Regions from separate parts of the Sus scrofa genome. Here region 1 is linked to region 2. The links are chromatin contacts, called in public HiChIP or PLAC-seq maps. All regions are on one chromosome and are shown on one strand. Each heading gives the region's core, a stretch centred on a gene start, on an enhancer-like site or on the middle of the called end of the contact. The rest is flanking DNA. Distances are from core to core; before and after follow the strand shown.

Region 1 (6,363 bases), core at 3,301-5,800, 120 kb after region 2:
CGTGTGTCAGTGCTTCATTCATTTTTTTTTAATTTATTTTTATTTTTTAGTTTTTTGGTTTTTAGGGCCACACCTGCAGCATATGGAGGTTCCCAGGCCAGGGGTCAAATCGGAGCTGTAGCCGCTGGCCTACACCACAGCCACAGCCATGCCAGATCCGAGCTGCATCTTCAACCCACACCACAGCTCACAGCAACACCAGATCCTTAAGCCACTGAGCGAGACCAGGGATCGAACCTGCGTCCTGTGGATATTAGTCAGATTTGTTTCCACTGAGCCACGACAGGAACTCTCATTCCTTTTCATTGCTGAATAATATTCCATTTGTCTGGCTAGATCTGCACGTATTTATCCATTCATCCGTCAGAGGACATTTGGGTTGGCTCTACTTTTTGTGAATAATGCTGCTATGAACATGCGGGGACAAGTTTTTGAGGAAGGAGGAAGGCTTCTAAGTGCTTTTTGGCCAACACCTCATTTCATGCTCACAGAAGCCTTGCGTGTTGGTGCTGGCAAGTTCTCCTTTCTGCAGGTGAGGAAACCAAGGCTCAGAGAGGTGAATCTGTGTCACACTGGTAACTATGGAGCTGGGACCCTCCTGTCCCCTGGCCAGTAGGCTCCAGTGGAACCTGCTCCAGTGCTTCTGTACATTTTTAGCAGAGCCCTGGCCGATGCCATCCTGCAGTAAAGTTGCTGCCTCTTCAAACGAGGGCTGTGCAAACATCACGCCCCAGAAGTGCCCTTGATCTGTCAAGGTGAGTGGGTCACCTGCTCGGGGGTGACACTGTGGCTCCAGGGGATGCATCTTAAGGGGTTACGGGAGGTCCCTCCTGCCTGCCATCGAGTCCTCCTCCACGAGCAGTGCAGGACCAGACCTTCTCTGGCTCCCTCTGGATGCTGCTCCCAGCCTGTACCACCTCTCGGGTTCCTGAGCCCCAAACCTCACCTGCAGCATCTTTCCTGGGGCTCCCGGGCCACCTTTCATCTCTTGCCTTCTTGGACTTGGCACACAGCCCTGGGTCACCTGCCGGCGGACTTTGCTCCTCTCGCCGGCCCGGCGCGAGGCACGGCGGGTTAATTGCTGTCAAACAAGCCCGGAGGTCACATCAGCTTTGCCTCTCGGGCTGTGTGACTTCGGACAAATTTCTGAATCTCTCTGAGCTTGTGTTTGCTCATCTGTGTGGGGGTCACAGTGATACCTGCAGATGCTCTGAGGTACGGTGTTGGGGGGTGCTGATGAAGGGCGGGGAGTGGTGAGGGGCTCCCGTGGTGCCCAGCGCCTCACACACACTCCCAGGCACTGGAAGCCGCGGTCCTCAGCGCACAGGCAGGCTGCGTAGCCCGGGGAGGGGCCAGGGAGCTTTGTCTCCCTGCCTCTGGAGCAGCTGGAGGCTCCCATGACTCAGTTCTGCCCAAGGAGGGGGAAGTCAAGGCCAGGCCTCTGAGGTCGGGGCCCCAAGGGACCTCCCGTCCTCCTCCCCGCTCTGCCCTCTGCCGGCTCCCCACCCAGCGCTTCCGGCAGAGCCGGGCAGGGCCCCACGCTTCTCTGCTGGCCGCCTGGGCACGCCCTTCACCCCTTCCCCAGAACTGCAGCCCCGACCTGCTGCACCGTGGCCCGAGGGTTTGGATGCTGGTCGTGACCGTGGGCCACCCTGCGTGGGTGCCACAGCCACAGCCGGAGGCAGGAGGGGACGTGGGCCAAGGATGGGAGGGACTGCTCTGGCTGCTGGAGCCCGGCTGCAGGCTGCTGCCAGGGAAACTCTCTCTCCTGCTGCTCAGCCTTTCCCAGCCCTGCCCCTCTCCTCTTGCTTCTCACATTTCAGCTTCTGAGTTACTGGCATCGCAGGCTGCTGCTGCTGTGGTCACTGCTCCAGACAGATGTTAACCCCCCGTGTGCTGGCGGGAGCAGCTCGGCCGCAAGTGGTCTCGGGGTCCAGGGGTGTTGAGGGAGGAGCAAGCCATGCTGAAACTGGCCTTTGCTGCAGCCCAGTTCCCCTCTTTCCACACACTCCCCCCCCCGCCCTGGCCCCCGCCCCAGCCCGTCCGCCCAAACTTGAAGCCAAAGCTTTCCCAGACTCCCAGGTCTTGTTCCTTCCCTGGGCGGTCTGGGCACCAACAGTCAACCTCAGAGCCTGGGTTCCATACCATCGTGAAGCTGACCTTGTCCTTTTTCCCCCTCCACATCCCTCAGCTCCCCTCGTGCACCTGGCCTTACCTGGGCAGGGCTGGGCCTCCAGGGCCAGGTGAGTTCTCAGCCTGGAAGCTGTTCTGGGGGCAGCAGGACAGGCCATTGAAGAGCTCGAAGGGAGACAAGCACTGGCACAGACTGGCCACATGACCTTGGCAAGTCCCTGGGGTATACGAAGACTTAGGGGCCTGTTTTGAGAATGAAAACGGGGAATGCAGGAAACGTTGCCAGAGTAGCATCTGGCACATGGTGGCCCAGAGCTCTCGAACCCATACACATGTGCCTCCTGACACGCTGGGGCTTGGAGCCCCCTCCCCAGGAAGAGCAACTCCCCCCCCGCACCTTGCGGTCCCCCCAGTTCTGCTTTCCCATCAGAGGGGGCCTCTGCCCATGTGCTGGCCTGGCTGGGCCAGCCCACCTGTTCCATCCTTAGCTGGGAGTGCACATCCTGCCTTCTCTCCCCGACCCTGTCCACTCCCCTGGGGGGCGGGGAGCCAGCTGCCCAGGGGACACTGGACAGCCTTTCCAGGCTCAGCAGCACCCCAGTTGTCCTCTTCCTACTCCCTCCCGAACCCCAGATGCTGAGCCTTCAGCCTCTCCGGCCACACCCCCTTGGTGGCTTGGCCGACTGACTCCCCTGATAGGGATCGGGGCCTCAGGGCTCCCCCTGCGCTCCTGGTGGGAAGGGCCCAGGCTGGACGTCAGGTCCCCCCTTTACTGCTCTGCAGTCCCAGGGTCCTAGTCTGCCTGGTGGGGTTGCTATAGCCGCCCCGTCTGCTTACATTGAACAGAGGAAGTGGTCAGACAGCCATTTCTGTCTAAAACCAAAACAGTCCAGCTAGGTGGCCATTTGCTGAGTTTTTATAAAGGGGGTGCACCCAGTCGAAGCCGATGACCTGGTGTTGAAAAGCAGAGGGACGTTTCCTTGGGGGGCCCAGGACAGGGTGAGCTGGTGGAGGGGAGGGAAGGGCAGGAGCCCTCCCTGTGGGCTTCAGCCTCAGGCCTGGAAACCTGGGGGTGTGGGAACAAAGTCGGGGGGAAAGGAGACATGTCACAGGGGGACTCCCTTCCCCTTTCGAAGGACTTGCTTGTGAGCAAAGTGAACCAGACTCAGTTATTACAAGGAAGTGGGCATCTGTTGGGGGGGTCAGGGTATGTGGGCAACCAGACAAGCCTGGTGCCTTGGGATCTGCAGGGCTGTGGGGCTGTGGGGAGGTGTGCCATCAGCCTTCTACCCCAATACCTGCCTTGGGTTCCCCAATCCTGTTCAGGCTCAGCTTGCACAAAAACATGGCGTGTGTCGGGCGCCCCCTAGTGGTTGGGGATCCCAGCCTTGGTGGCCAGAGGTCTCCTTGAGACTAGGGTAGGAAAAGGGACCAGGGCATTGCCAGATAATGAGGTTTGCTCCAAACCCATCAGAGGCGTCTGACCCCCATTCTGCCTTTCTAGGAGCATTCAGGATACTCTCCTGGGCAGAGGCTTTTTGGTTCTCTGGAGTCTCCTCTCTGCTCCAACAGCTGGGATACACACCACCCCTACCCCCACCCCCACTGCCCCCAAGCAGGCTGGGACCTCAAAGACCAACCAGGGCTGAAAAGGCCATCAGGTTCGTCCATCCCCCGCTCCTGGCATATTTGCGTAGAGGAAAAGTCCTCAAATTAAGTTTGAGGCCCTAGACTTCTTTTCAGGCCCCATCTCCAATTCTCTGTACGTCCTTGGGGAAGTTCATTAGCTTTCTCTCACCTCCTTCAGGTTCCCCCATCTGTGGGAGCAGAATTCTCCTATGACCCCCCCCCAGTGACCTTTGCCCTCGTGGACTCCCTCTCATTGATAGTGGGCAGAATCTGGATACCTGACTAGTATCCACGAGGACATGGGTTCAATCCCTGGCCTCGCTCAGTGGGTTAAGGATCCGGCATTGCTGTGGCTGTGGTGTAGGTCGGCAGCTACAGCTCCAACTGGCCCCCTAGCCTGGGAACCTCCATATGCCACGGGTGTGGCCCTAAAAAAAAAGAAAAGACGAAAGAGGGTGGGTGGCATCTGAATAAATATGTCGTTCCTGTGATGATGTTCTTACTTGGTGCAGCTGCCCTTTCGAGAGGTTGTCCAGGCGGCCCTGATCTACTCACACAGGCCCCGGAAAGGCAGAGCTTTCTGCTGCTGCTGCGGAAAAGGCGGGAAGAGATTCAGAGCGAGAGGGGGAGGCCATGTGTGGGACACTCAGATGGAGGTGCCCTAGGACAAGGACCTGAGGATGGCCTTTCGGAGCTGAGAACGGACCCCAGCCAACAGCCAGCAAGACAACGGGCCCTCAGTCCTGCTGCCGCAAGGAACTGAATCCTGCTGAGACCCGGGGAGGTTGGGAGAGGCTGGAAGCCCCTAATGAGACTGTATTGATCTCACCCTGTGGGACTGTGCGCCCCGAGCCCAGGCACACCACGCCTGGCCTTCTGAGGCCTGAACTGCGCATGAGATGGATACATGGTGCGGTTTCAAGCCAGTAAGTTTGTGGACATTTGTTTTGCAGCAACGGGAAATGACCATCAACACTGCCTATCCAGGAGTTCCCATCATGGCGCAGCGGTAAGAAATCCGACTAGTATCTATGAGGCTGCGGGTTCAATCCCTGGCCTCGCTCAGTGGGTTAAGGATCCAGCGTTTCTGTGAGCTGTGGTGTTTAGGTCGCAGATGTGGCTCGGATCCCGCATTGCTGTGGCTGTGGTGTAGGCTGGCAGCTGCAGCTCTGATTCGACCCCTAACGTGGGAACCTCCATATGCAGGTGCAGCCCTAAAAACACAACCCCCCCGCCCAAAGCAAAGAAAACATTGTCTATCTAAAGAGAACAGTATGCTAGACACACATGTAGGAGAAAAGTTTAAAAACAAGAAAAACCCATCCCTCCTCCCCAACCCACAGCGGCCTCCACCAGACTGTAGTTTAAATCCATGTTCTTAGGTTTCCTGCCTCTCACCTGAGTTTCCAACGAGCCTTGAATGAGGCCATGTGTATGTCTGAGAAGGGCTGTCCTGATGGCGTTTTCAGAGCAGCCACATCCCACTTTGGCTGCAGAGAGGAGCTCTGTAACCCTCTGTCGGTGGTCCTGTGATTTCTGGACATCTTTAGGGTCAGAAAAGCCATTTTTAAATTTATTTATTTTTTTGTTTTTTTAGGCTCGCATCCTTGGCATATGGACATTCCCAGAGTAGGGGTTGAATCAGAGCTGCAGCTGCCGGCCTACACCACAGCCACAGCAATGTGGGATCTAAGCTTCTTCTGTGACCTACATCACAGCTCCCGGCCACACTGAATCCTTAACCCAGTGAGCAAGGCCAGGGACTGAACCCTCATCCTCATGGATGCTAGTCAGGTTGGTTACCACTGAGCCACAACGGGAACTCCCCAAATGTGCCATTTTCCAGTGTACAATTCAATCGTGTTAATTACATTCCCAATGTTGTGCAACCATCACCACTATTTCCAAACATTTCCATCAACTTAAACAGGAACTCCATATCCATTGAGCAATAACCTGCCACATTTGCCCTCCCGCCAGCCTCTGGTAGACTCTCTACTCTACTTTCTGCCTCGATGTACTTGCCTGTTCTAGACGTTTCATGTAAGTGGAATCAGACAACATGTGACTTTTTGTATCTGGCTTCTCTCACCTAGCATCGCGTTTTCAAGGTTCACGCATGCTATAGGACACCTTACAACTTAAGGAGTTGCCAGCGCTTCAGAGACACTGCCGATCCTGTGGTGTCACGGCAGAAGCTCCAGTTTTCACCTTCTGGCTATTGAGAATAACGTTGCTGTGAGTAATAGCATACAATTATTTGTCTCCGTCTCTATTTTCACTCTTCTGGATATGTAACTAGGAGTGGAAGTGAGGGGGCATATGGTAACCTCTGCCAGGTTTTGCGTGGGCCAGTGAACTAAGAATGGCATGGTAGGGAGTTCCTGAAGTGGCTCAGCGGTAACGAATCCGACTAGTATCCATGACGACTCGAGTTCGATCCCTGGCCTCACTTAGTGGGTTAAGGATCCGGTGTTGCTGTGGCTGTGGTGTAGGCTGGCGGCTACAGCTCCGATTCATCCCCTAGCCTGGGGACCTCCATATGCTGCAGGTACGGCCCTAAAAAGACAAGATTAAAAAAAAAAAAAAAAAAAGAATAGC
Region 2 (6,295 bases), core at 304-2,803:
TTCTGCTGTGGCACAACAGGATCATCAGCATCTCTGCACTGTGGCAGAGTGGGTTAATGACCTGGCTTGTCTCTGTGAAGGCACCAGTTCAGTCCTAGGCCCAGAGCAGTGGGTTAAGGATCTAACATTGCAGGATCCCTGTAGGTTGCAGCTGTGGCTTGGATTTGATCCCTGGCCCAGGAACTTCCATATGCTGCAGGTGCAGCCATTAAAAAAGAAAAAAAAAAAAGTTAAAATAATTTTATGGTTTTTTTTTTTTTGGCCACAATTAGGAAAACAAACAAACAAACAGACCAAAAGCATTATCTGCAGTAATTGAACACCATAACCACCTCAAGACCACACTGATGGTGCCTTTTCCAAAGCTGCTGGAGTTCCAGTCTGAAGAGGATGCTGCACTCAGTGGCTGCCAGACTGCTTACAATTCCAAATCACAGGCCTCAGTCACCTCTGCTGACATCTCTTTTTAAACTTACAGAGATCAAAGTCGCTCTTCACTCAAATAAGTGGCCTCTGTGTCGTCCCAGTTTACCTGGAGAAAAGACCTTGCATTTTGGGGCCCATTCGCGCTCACCACCAGGCCAAACCTTCAGAATTGCCCTCTAGGTACACTGCCTGGGTTGAGGCTGTTTTCTGCAGCAAGCTGAAGAAGGTGAATTTTCACAGCAGCTGGCCATTGAGACCAATCATTTGCATTCCTCGGATCAAAGTCCCTTTTCCAGACACGCCCGAGCAGGTGTTTTCTGTCTGTTCTCAGCAGAAAGCACATTCTGGAGTCACAGAGTCAGTTTTCAAAGTGATGAGAAATGATTGTGGAACAAATGGCCCCAGGTGGAATGAACTTGCTGTCTTCTCTTCAGATTTGTCCAGGGACAAAGCAAGCAGCGCCGGTTGGGCATATCTGCTATTTAAGAGATTCTCCACAGCCCTTATCTTTCGCTCTTTCTGCTTATCTGTAATTGACTGATTTCCTGCGAGGAGGCTAGCCCCATCAAGCCCAAGGCCTGCAGCAAAGACTTGCCCTAATAAGGGGACGCTGAAGGCCCCATCCCCGCTCTCACCGAGACCGCCTGATCTAAGAGTGGGTGGTATGCGGAGCCTTTAGACTAGGCCCCACAGACAAGGATGTGCATCAGACCTGGGCTCCCCTTCGCTGCCACGTTCAAGTGTGACCTGGGCCAACGGTGCCTCTCTCCCTAAAAGCCTTCTCTGAAATGTAGCTAATTCATTTTTGCCCTCTCCTCCCTGGGAAGGGCATGCCCCGCACACACACTCGAAAGCCTCCCGGTGCAAATCGCTGCACACAAACTCACAGCTGCAGCCCCCATTCCGGTACGCCCTGCTGGGCCGGGGGCGGACAGCGCGCCGCACGTGACCTCCCCGCCCGCGCCGCAAGTCTTTGGGTACTGGGGCGTGGCCGCGGGAGGCAGCCGAGCGGCGATTGGTAGATGGGCGGGGCCTTCGGCCTGCGCGCGGAGGGAGAGAGGCTGGGGGCGTGGTCCGGCGGGCCGGAGTGGGCTGCGATTGGCCTGGGGCTCGTCCGGGCGTGGCCGCGAGCGTCTGGCTGCGGGTGGGGCCGGAGGCGGCGGGAGTCGCGGCTGCTTGCAGTGCACCTGAGAGCCTACGCCCGAGTCCTCGAAGCTGCGCCCGCCGCGGTCCTAGCAGCCATGAACCGCTTCAAGGTGTCCAAGTTTCGGCACACGGAAGCTCGGCCGCCCCGCCGGGAGGTGAGCCTGGATGCTGTCGCCCCTTGCCTGGCGGCTCCCCCTCCCCTGGCCCTGCAAGGGACCCCCGGAGCCTGCCTGACCCGGGGCGCCCCCTTCAGGCCCGGGCCAGCGTCTGGGCCGTCCGGTTGCCGCCCGGCAGTCAGAGCCTGGCGTTCTTGGGACACTCTACATTCTGAATGAGCCTCGCGGTCTGCTGGCCCGGATGCCTTGCCCCAGGGACCCCCGAGGCGGTGCAGCCCGCCTGGCGGGGCTGAGGCCTGAGGCCTACGAGGCAGCCTGCTTTCCCGGCTTCCGGTCGGCCTCGACCCGAAGCCACGGCTCCTCCTTCCTGACGCCCAGATCGCCCGTGCCCTGGGCCTGGGTGTGAGAGAGATGCCCTTTTCTGCCTTGGCCTCGGCTAGTCTGGGTGTGTCTGCTGGAGAAGGGGAGCTCCTCGGCCAGAGGCGCGCCCCTCCCTCGGGTTTCCGCCGGCGCTTCCTCGGCGCTTCCTCTCGTGGCTGGCCAGAGCTCTTCCCTTACTAGGGGTGATGCTGCCAAGGGCTGGGTGGGGCCTGGGGAAACCCCAGCAGGTGGAGCCCAGAGGAAGAGCTGAACCAGGTGGTGGTGGGCACCTCGAATCCCTAGAAGGGCAGCAAGCCTGATGAAGGACTTGCTTCAGAGATGATACCAGCCCTAGTCTGCAGTGAAACATTATTTGAAAGGACTGGGAAGAAAGGTCTTCCAATAAATGGCCAAGGAACTGACCTCTGGGGACCCCCTCTGGGGCCATCGCACATCAAAGTAGCCTGCAGCAGAAGTCTGGCTTTTATTCTCTGGGCAGTATTTCCTGGGCGCGTCCCATGTGCAGTGTCCAGCTGCTGAAACCGCAGTGGTGAACACAGCAGCATTTCCCTTCCTCTGTGGTGCTTACAGTTTCATGAGGGAGACAGCCAGCAAGCAGACAGACATGCAAGGGCGATGCAGCTTTTAATAAGTGCATTGGGGGAGTTCCCTGGTGGCTCAGCGGGTTAAGGATCCAGCATTGTCACTGCTGTGGTTCTGATTACAGCTGTGGCATAGATTTGATCCCTGGCCTGTGAACTTCTGCGTCCCATGGGTGCAACCACCAAAAAAATAAAATAAAATAAAATAAAAATTGCGCTGAAGAACACACATGAGGCTAGCCTGAAAATGGAGATGAACCTAGAGGTGGGGTTAACGTCCATCCGGTGGTTCACGAAGGCTCCTGGAAGGAAGTGACATTTAAGCTAAGGCAGGAAGGGTGAGAAGAAGCCAGCCATGGGAGGAATGGTGAGAAAGAGCCTGGTGGAGGAAGGAGAGTGGGCCAGGGTGGATGGCGTCCGCTGAGTCCATAGCGGTCGTGGTCCTGCAGAGCCGGAGGGCCACAGGAAGCTGGGGTTTATTCTGAGTGCGATGGGAAGTCATTGAAAGCTTGAAGTGGGGGGTGGTGGAGAGGTTCTGGCGTTTGCTTTAAGCCCGCCTCTCTGAGGCAGCTAAGTTCTGCTTGCAGAGGTCTGGCCCTGGGGCTTGCTCCCGGGTGGGCCTCAGTCCAGCAAGGTAAACGGACAGGCATGGAACTAAGGATTACAGGGAGAGCTTAAAATAGTTTCAATGTCAGGGAGCTGGGAGAGCAGGTGATCTGTTCTTCTTTTCAAAGAGATTTCCTTTGCCTCTGTTTGTACAGTAAACACGAAGCGGGAGGGAAGACTAACGCGGCAGGTGAACGTTGAAATAGAGACTTGGGGGCTGGGGGTGGTTTCTGGGACTCTGTAGGTGGGCGGGCTGGGAAAAGCGGGTGCTCGATTCGGAGTGGCAGGGCCGGGTGCTGCTCAGATACCAACAGAAAGCATTAGGAGAAAGGGTCCCTCTGCTCCTGCACGTGGTGCGTAGTTAACATTATTGCCTTTTCATGGGGGTGCATCGTTCACCCGTCTGTGGGACTTCATGGAAAGGCCTTTATTTTCCCTCTGAGCTTGGGCATTCTCTCCTGGGGCTGGGAGGAGACTCCGTCCCTGGCGGGGGCCTTCAACATGCAGCGGAGGAAATCAAGTCTGTCTTCTTAGGTGCTCACTTCTCCTTTCTTGGCTTCTCTCTCACTTTTGCAGAATCCCCCTCCCCCTCCCAATACCCGCACTGCCCAATTAGCTTCTTGATTTCCTTCAGCCTGAACTTCCTCTGACAGCTCCCTCCCCCTTATTATAGAACTTGCTTAATAAGCAAAGTCAAACCCTTTATGACAGGTTATTGCTTCAAGGACATTTTGTATTTTCTCAGTGATTGGGTGAGCAGGGCTAGGGTTCAAGCCAAAGGAATGCATTTCTAATGGTGTAGCTTTAAAGCCGAGTTCCCTGGATTATGCCCTGTGCTCTCCTCCCTGCTTCAGGTAGAGCCCTGGTCAGTGCATTTTTTTGTCCTTTATTTTCAGGCCTGGATCAGTGACATCCGAGCGGGAACTGCCCCCTCGTGTGGGAACCACATCAAATCCAGTTGCAGCTTGATTGCATTCATCTCTGACCGCCCAGGTAGGGAGATGCCCAAGGTTGTGGAGATCCCGACCTTGTTGCCCTAGTAGAGGTGACTAGGTCACCTCTCTTCTGGCAGGCTCATTGTAGGCCAGAGGCTCAGAAGGGGGCCTTTTGGGGCTCAGACCTGCGGAACTGGTCAGTGTGCAGTAGGCGGATGGACTTTGATTAGTGCACACGTTGTGTAAACCGTGTTGGCTGTGATCTTCAAGACTGGCCGGGAGGGGCTGTCGATGTTACTTCCAGTTGTCCCCGTATGTGACCCCCTCCTCGTCTGCGGGCAGCGGGAATCAGTAGGAACACAGGAGCTCCCAGTGTTAGTTGGGACTCTTGGTTACTTGTGATAACTCAGACCTCAAATTAACTTAAGCAGAAAATGGATTCCTTTTTGGTTTCTACAACCAACGATCCAGGGGCTTCAGGCAGAGCTGTATGGAGCTGTATCCTGACCTCTCTCCTTGCCGCTCAGCTCTGCTGCCCTTGGGTCGTGGCTTCTCTCTCAAGTGCAGCTGGGAAGGGTGGCAACTGGTGGCCTCAAGCTGACTGCTAACGGCCCACAGTGACATAAAGAGACAACTTTTTCCCCAAGTGTCTTTGCGCAGTCAGTGTCACAGGAGGCCCTAGCACGGGGCAGGAACCTAACCCTGGTCCAATCACTCTGTCCAAGAGGATGTGTCCTAGCTTAGTGGTGGCTCCGTGAAGGTCCGAGGCTGAGCTTTGAGTCCTGTGTCCTGTGGGAGCCCTGGGCAGTAAATCCCCATTAGGCCTGAAGTCAGAGCCTCTGTGTTTGTTCAATAGGTGTCCTGGGCATCGTGCCTCTTGAAGGCCAGGGAGAGGACAAGAGACACGTGACCCACCTGGGCTGCCATTCAGGTGAGTGGGGACTGGACCCAGGAAGCCTGGAACTTGACCCTCCCTCCCTGGGGCCAGGGCTTCATGCTCACCTGGTCCCATGGCCCTGGGGCTTGCCAGGTCCCCCCCCCATTACCCTCACTGCACTTTCTGACGGACCGGGTCTAGATTGGAAAGCTGGCTCCTGGGCGGAGGGGAGGGAGGCTGGGTGCTCCAGGTGGTCAAGCCAGAGGAGGGGGCTGTGCCTCGGCCAGTGCCAGGCTGCAGGCTGCTGCTGGCTCCCTGTCACTGCAGACGACTCGGCGCTCTGAAGTTCTTAGCTCTGTGTCCTCGCCTGGAGCCCAGGAGACCAGCTCTCACCACCAGGCATCCTCCTCAGCCAGGCTGCCAGGGGCCCTCCGGGGGTGGGTGGCAGAGCTGCAGTGCCAGAGATGGGCCCTCACACAGAGAGCTTTTGTCCACCGCTGCAGCTGCTTCTGGGGGCGCCCAGCAGCCACCTGGCAGCCCGCCGGCTTTGAGGGAACACTTCGCTCCCCTTGGGCTCTAGCAGCGCCGGCCGGGCTGCCTCCTCCTTCCCTGTCCAGCTGCGGTGGCCATGGGCCCAGACCCTCTGGCCTGCGTCCTGTTGGGCAGCTTTGGGTGAGGGGAGGACGCTAATCCTTGGTCCCTGGCCTGGGGGTGCAGCTGACTTGAAGGGTCCTAATGACAGTGGTGGCAGTTAATAAAGTGACAGTAGCGAAGATGGGTGGAGCACTCCCTGGGGCTAAGTGTGTTATCTGCCTTTTCTCATCTAATCCTTTTCGAAAACTTGAAACAACTTTACGGAGGTATCATGTAACTACTATAAACACTACTTGTTTTAGGTGAAGAATTTGATGGCTTTTATTAAAGCTACAGGGCTGCGTCCAGCTTTCCAACGTTTCCTCGTTCCCCCTTTGCAGTTAATGTGTTAACTCTCTGTGCCTCGGGTGCTGCAGCCTCAGGCATCCGTCGAGCTTTCTGCCTCTGCAGCGGGGGCCGCAGGCTACTGTGTGGCCGGAGCTGGCCTGCTGCCTGCCTTTGTAAATAGTTTTGTTGGAACACAGCCACGCCTCTTCACTGCCTTACTGTCTGGGGCTGCTTTTTCCAACAACCGTGGAGTTGAGACAGAGACCGTATGTCCATCAAAGCCTAAAACGTCTCCTATCTCCCCCT

The links. HiChIP or PLAC-seq counts read pairs in DNA pulled down with a chosen protein or histone mark.
Region 1: an H3K27ac HiChIP or PLAC-seq map of skeletal muscle shows a contact between it and region 2. The contact joins the promoter of TFAP4 here to the promoter of LOC100513346 in region 2. A contact is called at or near these places in 1 of 5 promoter capture datasets (liver), 20 of 47 Hi-C or Micro-C datasets (alveolar macrophages, blood, embryonic fibroblasts and 12 more) and 2 of 2 datasets of contacts at active chromatin or transcription factors (alveolar macrophages and skeletal muscle).

Annotation. Positions count from the first base shown.
Region 1 is chr3:38,039,185-38,045,547 of Sscrofa11.1, forward strand. It overlaps TFAP4 (transcription factor AP-4), which reads left to right and starts at 4,551. Exons shown (of 8, transcript XM_021086701.1): 1 at 4,551-4,771; 2 at 5,859-6,000.
Region 2 is chr3:37,926,549-37,932,843 of Sscrofa11.1, forward strand. It overlaps LOC100513346 (coronin-7), which reads left to right and starts at 1,554. Exons shown (of 31, transcript XM_021086695.1): 1 at 1,554-1,727; 2 at 4,153-4,249; 3 at 5,048-5,122. The coding sequence starts at 1,668.